Linked DNA regions of Mus musculus: all the other regions are linked to region 2. Evidence: chromatin contacts called from public promoter capture Hi-C data. All regions are on one chromosome and are shown on one strand. The core of a region is the stretch at or near the end of the contact, and the rest is flanking DNA. Distances in the headings are between cores, read along the strand shown. Region 1 holds the start of Plek2 (pleckstrin 2). Region 2 holds the start of Rab15 (RAB15, member RAS oncogene family). Region 3 holds the start of Pigh (phosphatidylinositol glycan anchor biosynthesis, class H). Region 4 holds the start of Eif2s1 (eukaryotic translation initiation factor 2, subunit 1 alpha).

Region 1 (2,700 bases), core at 176-2,675, 2.1 Mb after region 2:
AATGGGGCTGATGTAACCCAGTAAACCAATGAGGAGGACAGTTTTTTACCCTTCATCACCAAGCTTCCTGAGACTGTCAGCCCAGAACAGTAGCCAAAGGGCTCAGCCGCCAATACATATATATATGCATACATATACACACATATACATACATATGCATATACACATATACATATACATACACATACATATACATACATATACACACATATACACACATATACATGCATATATACTCATATACATACATATACACACATATACATACAAATACATGCATATATGTGTGTATACATATATACACATACACACATGTATATCTATATGCATACTATGCATGCTATTATACTAACATAAATATTCAGTATTGACATCAATGTTAAAGTAATTGTTTTAGAAGTTAGAGATCAAATCCAAGGTTTTCTGAATGCACCAAACTGTAAAAGTTCCTCTTTTAGGTTCTTTCGTTCATTTTCTACCTTGACCCTAGGCATCCTGGGAGTCCCACTGTCCCTGGTTGGACTCTTGCTTCTTCAACAAGGGTGATGAGGGAGGACTAAGGATGGAGTTCATGTCCTATCTAATACTCACCTACGCTAGACAAGCTATTTCGCCTTGCTGATGCTCAGTCTTGAGCAGAGAGAGAGAGAGAGAGAGAGAGAGAGAGAGAGAAGAGGGAGGGAGGGAGGGAGGGAAGGGTGGTGCCTTCTTTCCTTTCAAGCTGTAAATTGCACGGCATATCCATGGTGCCTTATATTTCAATATCATACTTAATTGAGACATGGCTGTGCATATGCATGGAGCACATACATTGGGTTGTCAATCATAGGCACGGCATGCAATGATCGCATAAGGGTAACTGGCAGCTCCATCACCTCAAACATTTATTAACGTTTCTTGGTGTTGGAAACATTTAAAATCCCCTTAGCTACGTGAGAATATACTCTTAACTGCGGTCAGCCACAGTTAACTCTCTACCACAGAAGGTCATTCCTACTTTCCAGCCGTACCTTTTAACTATGCTCTCTCCACCCTGCACCCACACCACTTTATGGTACTTTAATACAGTGTGGTGTGGTGTGTGTGTGTGTGTGTGTGTGTGTGTGTGTGTGTGTGTGTGTGTGGTGTGTTGCTGTGGACCAAATCCAGGGCCTTGAGTATGCTAACCATGGGTCCTGTCCCTGGCTTCGCCCTCAATTCCAGTAAATTGTTTTAAGAGATCCACCGGAGAGAGTAAGCCCTGAACCAAGCAGGACCAGCCTGTGCATGCCAGATCCGCTGGCCAGTGGGAGCACTTCGCCAGCTCGTCACCTTGTCCAACACTTGCTCGCCCCGCTGTCCCCACGGCCACGCGGGCGCGAGGCCAGAACACACTCACCCTCTTGACGAGGAAGCCTTCCTTGAGCACGCCGTCCTCCATGTCGCCAGTCCAGGTGAGCTGTCCCCGCGCTCCACCGCCGACGCCGCCCGCGCCCAGGAAGCCACTCCCTCCCGGAGACGCCCCCTGGCGCACATCCAGTGCCAGAGCCTCCCGCCCTGCGGGCAGGAAGTCTGGCCCGGTCGGGACTTCTGCTCCGACCTTCCCACGCCAGGTGCCCAGTGTGCCAACCCTACCCCGCACGGCCCGCGGTGATCGCCCAAGAACACGACCCTGGACCTCTGTCTATAGTTCTGAGCCTTTCCTGAGAGGCAGAGGAGTGTATAGAGCAAGTACGAGAATCTCAAGTTTAAGGTGACTGGCATAGTCTACAGAACACATTCTCACCTCAATGTGTACATCACACCATCCTCATCTCAAAAGCAAACAACCAAAAAGAATCAGATTTTAGCAATTCTGGGTGAGTTTAAAGAGCGTGCAAAATAATCGAGTCATCCGTGTAAGTCATATTGTAATACGATATTTTAAAATAAAAATTAACGCCTATGATGAAGAAAATATCCCGATAGAATCAACACAACGTTCTACCACATCATGTTGGCACCTGAAACAAGAAAACGACAGTGGTGCTGATCTGCATAGAATCCCTGATATCTTTGCTCAGCAGAGGGAACACCTGCTAGGCAGGACAAAGGCCCTGGGGTGTCTGGATTAGAGAGAGAGAGAGAACTGCCGGTAATGGAAAGACAGAGATGCCCTTCAGTCTGGCTCCCAGCACACCCTAGTGTCCCTATGCTGGGCTCTGCCCCACATGCCCCTGCGGTCTGTGACAAACATACATCTTCACCTGTAAAGCAAGAGATCTGGCAGTGTTGTGTTGCCAGGTAACAGCTTCCTAGATTTTAAATCCAAAGACAACAGAGGTTCCATTCTCTTTCCAATAGTGCTAGGTTTTATTTGCAATTATACCCCAACTCCAGGAGGCAAATAATGTGTTTTCCAGGAAACTGAAACTTGAAGCCATTGAAGTCACTCGGAACCATATCACACCAGGGCATTGGAAGAAATCGTGCTTCCGAATACCAGAAGGGCTCAAACCCAGAGTAGGAGAAGCTGGGAAAGTCAGATCCTATACCTGTCTACTCCTTTTAGGAGGCATGGACTGGGCCTTTTCTTTAGAAAACGGGTTCTTAAGTGGGTTCTCTGAAAGGGGGGAAGTTGGTTTTTTCTCCTGGTGGTGTTTCTCCCAGGAACAGCTAAGGCGCTTCCTTTGAGGGAAACCCCTGTCCCAGCCCACCCCGTCTGATTCACTGGACCTTCAG
Region 2 (2,700 bases), core at 120-2,619:
TCTGTTTCTCCAGACTGCAACTACCCTCACCTTCTCTCTTGGCAAGGAGTGTGTGTTGGGGGAGGAGTGTGAAGGGAGAAGAAGAAAGCCTTAAGAGGAAGCTCTCAAGGAGAGCTGGAGTCCTCCCCGAAGGCAGCAGGGCCTTCTAGGAGAGGATTCCTACTGGATGACCAGGTTGTCAGCAGGTTGTTTCTGTCAGGAGCCACGAGAAGGATCCTCCACAGCTGACCAAGTGTGGTACCCTGGTGTCAGATATGGGTGGAATCCCCTCAAGGCAGACGTCCTGGAAGAGAGGACCTTGCCTTGCCCATGAAGGAGAGACCACTGAGTCACTCTCAGAGTGGCCCTCAATGGCCTTGCCAGGGTACCAACCAGGCCTTTGTCCGGGTCTCATGTAGGGCCTGCCTACTTGCTGACCCTCTGCTCTGCATGGACATTTCCGATTTTCCCACCGTCCTTCAAACAGTCTCTGCCCACCCGTATCTTCCTTCTTGCACTGTGGTATCCCTGTCCTCCAGGCGTCCCACCTTGTGACTTTCCCTTCACTACTGAGTCTGCCTCTGTCCACTCCTATCCTGGCTCCACACCGACTCACCCTAAAACTAAGGGTACCTCAGTGACTTACTGCCTGGTCCTCATTTTGATTCCGTTCTCCTCCCTTCATTTGGAGCTGTGGGTATATCACTTCACTGGCTGTGAATCTCGCTGCCCTGTCTCAGGGCACTCTGGCCTACACCCGCCTGTTTTCTCATCTTGGATCTTGGATCGGAAGGCTCCCCTGCCAGAAGGCAGAACTCCCATCTTTAGACCATGACTGTAGGCAGCATATACCCCTCACCTGTAGGAACCCAGTCTCAGGGCCCCAGTGTGTGTGTGGGGGGGGGAGGAACCTCACACCCCTAGGTGTATGCACTCCCTATCCCTGGCCTCCCGCGCCACCGCCTCTACCTTAAGGGGCGCACAATCCCTTCCGGGCTGGGGATAAAGAAGCAACCACCGGGAGGGGAGAATAGGGCGCCCCTGGGCCACCGCCCCTTACCGATGGTGGAGATATGCGAGGAGTGGAACTCGTTGTCGGTGAAGCGGCACAGCAGGCATGTCTTGCCAACCCCGGAGTCCCCGATCAGCAGTAGCCGGAACAGCACATCGTACTGTTTCGCCATGGCAGGGACTCAAGGGGGCCCGAGGGCTGCGGGCGGCTGCGGGCTCAGCCCCGCTCAGCCTCTGCCATCGCGGCTGGAGCCAGCCCCAGGACGCCGCGGTGGCGAGAAGGAAGCGGCCCGGCCCCCGCGCTGGCCTCGCCCGCTCGCTCGCTGGCTCGCTGGCGCGGGGAAGCGCGGCTGCGGCGGGAGCGCGTCGCGGGGAAGCTCGCGCTGGCGGGAGGTGGGAGGGGACAGCTGCGGCTGCCGCCCCTGCCCGGCCCTCCGCCCGTCCCCTGCACCGCCGCTGCAGCGGGAGCGGGGGAGGGGAGCGTCGGGGTCCCCGCGGCCGCCCGGGGCGGGATCCCAGCTCTGCTCTCAAGCCCTGGGGTGCCCGGACCCGGGCAGGGTTCGGAAGGGATACGTCTGCATCTTTCCGCCGACGATCTGAGAGGCGGAGTTGGAATGAGCGCCCACCCAGCCCAGATCCCCAACCTTGACTTCCCGGTCCCATCTCTTCTCCTCGATCAAAGCCTGATCTTGATCACTCCACCCTACCTAGGTTGCCCCTTCAGCGGCCTGGCCCAGCTTATGAGTGGCAGGTCCACCTGGGCTCACCCCTAGTTGGAAGGCCTTCATCAGGGTCTGGATTGGACCGCCCTTCCCTTCACCAACACTCCGGTGTGTTGCGGAATTAACTGTCATTGCCATTTGGCCGCCCCACAACAGTGACTTATGTCATGCCCTCCCACCTCTTAAACCGGGAAAACACCCGCTGACCCATTCATTGTTCAGTTCTTCAGAGTAGACAGATAAATTATCATTAAAAATGAAATCCAAGTTGCAAAATTATTTGGAGGAGGTTCCTGTAAAGTTTTCTTTGGGTCTAGATTGCTAGGGTAGGTTCTCGGATTACCAAATATTTATTTCTGTATACAAATGGTACCCAAGAATGAATTGTCCTCTCTAGAGACCCAGTTTACTGCTGCCAAATGTGTTAGCACCAGAGAGGAAAATCAATCCTCTCTGGGGTTCAGAAAATTGCCTGCTCTTGAGAACTAGTATTAGGGGAGAGCAAGTCTAGTCTACTGGGTCTTTAAAAAGCAACGACTGTGTGAGTGTGTGGGAGTGCATGTGCACGTGTGTGTTCAAGCTAAATATTAGATGGAAAATGAATTTGTCAGTAGGAGAAATGGATCAAGGAAAATGATAAGCCTATTTATTGTCTTGAAATGAACTACATTTCAAGCAATGTGCCTAAATGAAGGGAAACCCCTAAACATGTTTGCTACTTTTATTTAAGGAACAGATCCTAGACTGGCCATTAAGATTCCCAGGTGTGAGACTGCTCAGAGGTTGGGAACAAGGGCTGCTCTTCCAGAGGTTCAGTTCTCAGTACAGTACCCATACAGCAGCTTAACTTGAGTTCTAGGGGTTCCGACATCTGCTTCTAGTCTCTGCAGGTGCCAGGCATGCATGCGATGCACAGATAGGCATGTATAAATGTGATAATTAATATATATGTGTATACACACACACACACACACACACACACAGAGGT
Region 3 (2,700 bases), core at 72-2,571, 2.3 Mb after region 2:
GGACAATTTTTTTGAATCCATTCTTCCCTCCCATCATGTGGGTTCTGGGGATTCGGCTTAGGTGGTCAGGTTTGGCATTAGGTGGTCAGGTTTGGCATTAGGTGGTCAGGTTTGGCAGTCGCTGCAGTCATCTGATGAGCCATTCATTCCCCAGACCCTCAGTGAGGGGACTTAACTTCATCTATGAAAATCTGTGCAAATTATGATGCTCTGCCACACACTTTGATAGCATAAATGTGATTGAACCAGGTATGATGACACACACCTTTGATCCTAACCCTAGGGAGGCAGAGGCAGGCTCCACATAGAGCCTTCCAGTCCAGACAAAGTAAGAATAATAATAATAGCAAAAGAATAGAAAAAAGCTAAGGGATGTTTTAATACAAACAATATGAAAATTGCAGAAATAAACAGTTCTGGTGTACTGGCTCTATTAAGATCACTCCTGGAATAATATATTCATTTTAGGGCTATACAGGGAGTTAAAACAGAACAGAACATCCTGAACAAAGGCCAATCGGATGACTCTTTTTGCTTGGGAACTGTCACAAAATAATAGCAGTTGACCTTCGCAATATTTTGAACCATTAATTTCAACTTAGAGATGTTAAAAATGAGGCTCGGGGGGAAAAAAGATTAGAAAGTCTGAAAACTGAGCATAGAAAACCCTCGTGTCTTAGACCTGGCAACACTTTAGAAAATGCACTTAAACTGGGGAAGGGTTGGGAGAGGGGATGGTAGTTGACCTGGCCTTGAGAAACAGATATTAGGTGGAGATTCTGTACTGCACAGTTGTGGAGGCAAAAACTTTTCTGTAATTCTGTCGCACGCCTGCTATCCGTTGGCTTTGGTACCCAGTAAGTGATGCGGGAGGATGCACTGAGTTCTCTGAGGAGGTTATGTTCCATGAATGAGCAGGGCAAGTAGGTCCACTGTGGTAGAACGTCCAGAAGCACAAACTTCTCGGGGAGGGAGGGCAGTCCTGCCGTGGAACGGCGACCCTGATCCAGGGAGTCCCCACCCTCCCGGACCCACGGGTCAGCCCCGAGACCTCTCCAAGCTGCCTGCGCCGGCCGAGCGCCCGCCTTTACCTCGCACAGGGTGAAGAGCCCGTAGGCCGCCAGCCACACCGCGCAGGTGACCGCGGTGAGCGAGCACAGCGACAGCCGAGCCGAGCTGAGGCCGAACTCGCGGCAGTACGGTGAGTAGTAGCGGCACCGCAGGGCTAGGCGGCCGCCGCAGATATCGGAGAAGCTCTTCTCGTCCTCCATGGCCGCACACACCTGAATGTCGCGCCGCTCTAGCCCACCCGGAGGCTCGAAGTCTCGTTGGCTCCCGACCATCCCGGAAGCGGCTGAGCCCTGCCTGTCCGCGCAGCCGTAGTCGCTCACTGAGAGCAGGGCTGGGACTTGCAGCAAGTTCTCCCAGTTTATCCTTAGCCCAAACTCCCCAGAACCGCGGCACCAGTTTTGGGCAGATTAAGATCTCTGTTCATTTGACTGACTCATTTATATTGTTACGCCAGAAAGACTCCCCCAAAATGGTCTGCAGGTGTAACCATTCATTCATTCATTCATTCATTTCCCTGCGAAGGGATTTTAGGTACTGAAGATTTCTGTCTCTACATAGCTTCTTTCCTAGTAGGAAAAAAAAAAAAAAATAGACGTAACTTAAGTAGTGTTATTGACAAAAATGTTCAGACTAGTAGAAGGTCTGGGCAGCTTTAAGTAAAGGTCTTAAAGGTCTTCGCCATTAAACCTACAAGGGCCACACTGTTCTGTGGGGAGTTGGGGTGGAGGTGGGGGTAGTCTCCAGAAAGAAGGACCAGGAAAAAACAAAGTTGGAGGCTGGAATGGGTTTCAGTCACAGGAATCAAAAAACTAGCAAGGCTAGGATGCATGGGAAGAGAAGGTAGGCTTTGAGTTGGGCAGATGGCTCAGCTGCTAAAGAGTATATTAATCCAAAAAAAAAAAAAAAACGAGAGGAGAAAGACCGCCACCCAAATCATCATGACCAAATTAATTAAAGCAAGCTTTAAAAATTCACATACACGGGCTGCCTCCTCCTGAGATGGGGTTCAGCTTTGGATGTGAAGGCAGGCTTTTATAGCTCAGGGATAGGAAGGTTTCCAAATGAGGGGTTTGTCTGTCAAAATATAGTTATAGGAGCAGCACACAAGCATAGCAAGTAAGTCCCTCTGGAACAGAGACACAAGGTTGCAAAGATGGGCCTAACAAGGTAGCTATATAACCCTTTGAAGCAAAGGTCAGGTTGCAAGATGACTATAAACAACTTTTTGAAACAAAGACGTGATTGCATTCTTGGAACAAGCAGTACAGAACCATTTGTAGTTAAGGTCACAGGTGGGGCATAGCTCAATCCTTGAAAAACAGGTTTACTCATAAACAAGAATGAACCTAGATTGTCTTCACTGTAAGATGACTTTCAAGCCTAATATGGAAGCAGGCTGGTTCTTCAAGTACTTATCACTAGGGAAAGGTAACTGGGGGAGCCACTAATAGATGCTGTTTGCCAACCATATATTTGCATGGATGGAGCACTACTGTGGCAGTGCACAGACAATCATACTTCTGATGATGTAATTATTTCCACTGTTTTGAATTTATTCTTAGAACTTGAGTCACTATAAATATGAATAATGGAGAAACAAATGTAATTGAATAATCCCACTGAGGACTC
Region 4 (2,700 bases), core at 100-2,599, 2.0 Mb after region 2:
ACAATTTTCTGTGGACCTTCTATGCATTAAAAAGATGCCTCCTTCATCCAGGAGACAGCCCAAATAAATACCCGCGTGACAGTGTCATGAGTGACACTTGCTAGACGTAAAGAGTGCAGTCATCACAGGGCTATAGGAATACCTCAGAAATGCAGGGATATCTTCCCACAGCAAATAACACTTGACGGGATCCAAGACTGAAACCTACAGCTGCGAGAGGGTGACACATTCAATGTCACTTTGGCTGAGGGGCCTTCTAGCTGCTTCCCTGTCACATAACTTCCCGTCTGGGAGCTTTGGTCAGACCTCAGCGTCTACATCTCAATCCTCAGCAATGATGAGCCCTGGGAGGTAGAGATGGCGCCGACGGCTCAGTTATGTAAACTCCGTGTGTGGCTCAAAGGGTGTGCGGAATGAGTGAGTAAAGGCATCGACCTCCAAAAGCTGCCAGCAGGTGAACCCCCTTTTCCTGTGGACTGGAACCACTTTCTCCGGCCTCTTCTCTCAGAAACAGCAGGGGAGGGGAGCGTTGGAAAGAAACCTCGCTCGGAACTCAGAGGAAACGAAGACCCTGGGGAAAGCTCAAGGAGCGACCCAGAAACCAAGGAACCTTGCTGGTGGCCAAGGGTACGCAGGAATGCGCGCCGGGAAGATGTGCCTGAACACGGTTGTCGCTTGTCCTAGTCTTTAACTTACATTCGCGAAGGGAAGATTTCAATCCGGTCTTTGCCCGACATCCTGACGGTGACTCGGCTCGGGCCCCCCGGCGAGACAATCGGGACCGCAACACCTCCAGAACCGGTTACCCCAGTGCCCGCCTCCACGGGAGTCAGCTGACCGGGTCACTTGACAACTGCGTTGCTAAGAGGCAACCAGGAAACCGGTTCCCACTTCCGGTTCCTGTTGGGCGAGGACTGAGGGAGGGGGAGGAGACGGAATGCCCGGATGTGGAAGCGCGCACAGTCCGGAATTCCGGGTCTCTCCACCGCCCCTCCCTCCGGCGAGTCGCCGGCACCCAGCACGCTCTGAGGGATGGGTCAGGAGAGGATCACGCTCCTCCTCTTCCTCGGCTTTCCGCCATTCGTCACAGCGCCCTCTCTTGGTTGACTAAAACTTAAAGCGATCATCCTGGAGCAAGAAACAGAAACTTACCTCTCCTTTAAACCTAGCAAGTTCCCTCCGCAAAAAAATCTATAAATACCAGGGGCAGTGACTCTTCAGCTCGTCCCTTGGTTCACACCGCCCATATTAGGAGGACCAAGACTCTATGGTTAGTGGCAACGAAGGATCCTTTTCTGTCGGCGCCTGCGCAGTGAGAGGTGGCTCCGCATGCGCGCTGGGTTGGGCGAAGCGCACGCTGAGGAGCTTCGGCGTCCGGGGTTGGTGTTCCGAGTCTCCTCGTTGCCACTAAGCAGCACGGCGTGGGACCCTACTTCGGGATTCACACATCCACTTCAGGTGACCGGCCCCGCAGCTTGCTCTCCCCGAGGATTCGCCTTGGTTTTGTCCAGTGCGGCTAGGCCCCGGGCTACCCCCCCTTTCCCGTTCTTGCGCGGGAAGTGTCTGGACCCCGTCGCCACCGCCCGCTGGTGATTTCCTGCGCCCTCTCGCCAGCCGGTGTCTGCTCCTGCGAGCCAGAAACGTGGCTGGACGGGCGGAGGAACCCCTGAAGGAACGTGGGCCAAGTAGATTTTTACAGCCTCCTTAAAGATGTCTTGTGGTGGGGAGGCCTCTGGAGAACCCTCGACTCCAGTCCCACTCCTAGTTCAAGACGATTGCTTTTACCGGACCGGAGAATTTGGGCTTTTTTTTTTTTTCTTTCTTTTATCCTTCTTTTCAGCCCCAAGATACTGCCAAAACTTTTCTCTCTGTGGAGACTGAACTTTTCGCCAAAGAAACAATAGGATAAACCACCATATTTAAGTTAAAAAAAAGTCCAAAATGGAACTATTAGTGTTGAGGTCGTTAAGTTTTCGCTCTAGCTGTGCATTTCTGTATGAGTGAATTCCTGGAATTTAAAATCAGCTGTTGAAGTTATTTGCCCTGTTTGGGTAACTGCGAAAATAAAACTGGAGTTTTGTAATTATGGACGCTGAAAGCGTAAAACTTTAGAGTTAAGTGTGTACTCGCATTGGGGCTCTTAAACACCCCCTTATATTTAGGATGCTTTAATTTCCACTAAGGAACAAACATTGTTTCTTGAAGAAAGGGTACATCAGAAAAGTCTTGATTTTTCTCCTCCTCAAGTTGTTGTTAAAGAGGTGGAGACCCTCGACAGTTCATCAAAAATGTCAGTTATGAAATTGTAGTGCTTTTTCTGTGCCTATGATGCCAGATGGTGGGCCCTGATTCTCAAAAGACTTAGTTGTACTAGTAAACTTTAGAGCTGAACAGCGTTTTCCCAGCGTGGTACATTTTATTTTGGAATGTTCATTGCCCATATCTGCTATGGTGACATGACAATGTACCGACTCTAGAAGTTAACAGGGGCAAAATACTAATAATGCAAGGTATTTGAAACTAGCTTTGAAGTGTGTTTTTGTTTGTTTACATCAGAACACATACAGTCTGTATGGCATTAACTACAGAAGTGGGATCCCTTGTGAGAGGTGTGAGGTACACATATCTTTAATCCCAGCACTGAAAATGCTTGAGGCCAGCCAGAGCTGCACAGTGAAACCCTGTCTCTAAAGGGGGGGT

The links. Promoter capture Hi-C pulls out the DNA fragments that hold promoters and counts their contacts.
Region 1: a contact with region 2 is called in a promoter capture Hi-C map of cranial neural crest. The contact joins the promoter of Plek2 here to the promoter of Rab15 in region 2. A contact is called at or near these places in 1 of 39 promoter capture datasets (cranial neural crest), 1 of 484 Hi-C or Micro-C datasets (pro-B cells) and 1 of 115 datasets of contacts at active chromatin or transcription factors (astrocytes).
Region 3: a promoter capture Hi-C map of liver shows a contact between it and region 2, with 4 times the contacts expected there. The contact joins the promoter of Pigh here to the promoter of Rab15 in region 2. A contact is called at or near these places in 5 of 39 promoter capture datasets (embryonic stem cells, hippocampal neurons, liver and 1 more) and 2 of 115 datasets of contacts at active chromatin or transcription factors (astrocytes and large pre-B cells).
Region 4: a contact with region 2 is called in a promoter capture Hi-C map of embryonic stem cells, with 3 times the contacts expected there. The contact joins the promoter of Eif2s1 here to the promoter of Rab15 in region 2. A contact is called at or near these places in 4 of 39 promoter capture datasets (cranial neural crest, embryonic stem cells, liver and 1 more) and 1 of 115 datasets of contacts at active chromatin or transcription factors (astrocytes).

The regions. Positions count from the first base shown.
Region 1 is chr12:78,905,513-78,908,212 of GRCm38.p6, forward strand. Plek2 (pleckstrin 2) reads right to left here and starts at 1,426. Exons shown (of 9, transcript NM_013738.3): 1 at 1,379-1,426. The coding sequence starts at 1,420.
Region 2 is chr12:76,821,155-76,823,854 of GRCm38.p6, forward strand. It overlaps Rab15 (RAB15, member RAS oncogene family), which reads right to left and starts at 1,370. Exons shown (of 7, transcript NM_134050.5): 1 at 1,040-1,370. The coding sequence starts at 1,163. It overlaps Gm34988 (a long non-coding RNA gene), which reads left to right. Exons shown (of 2, transcript XR_381699.2): 2 at 1-746.
Region 3 is chr12:79,088,349-79,091,048 of GRCm38.p6, forward strand. It overlaps Pigh (phosphatidylinositol glycan anchor biosynthesis, class H), which reads right to left and starts at 1,322. Exons shown (of 4, transcript NM_029988.2): 1 at 1,092-1,322. The coding sequence starts at 1,271. It overlaps 9230116L04Rik (RIKEN cDNA 9230116L04 gene), which reads right to left. Exons shown (of 3, transcript NR_110486.1): 3 at 357-1,637.
Region 4 is chr12:78,860,723-78,863,422 of GRCm38.p6, forward strand. It overlaps Eif2s1 (eukaryotic translation initiation factor 2, subunit 1 alpha), which reads left to right and starts at 1,350. Exons shown (of 8, transcript NM_026114.3): 1 at 1,350-1,458. It overlaps Atp6v1d (ATPase, H+ transporting, lysosomal V1 subunit D), which reads right to left and starts at 916. Exons shown (of 9, transcript NM_023721.2): 1 at 697-916. The coding sequence starts at 737.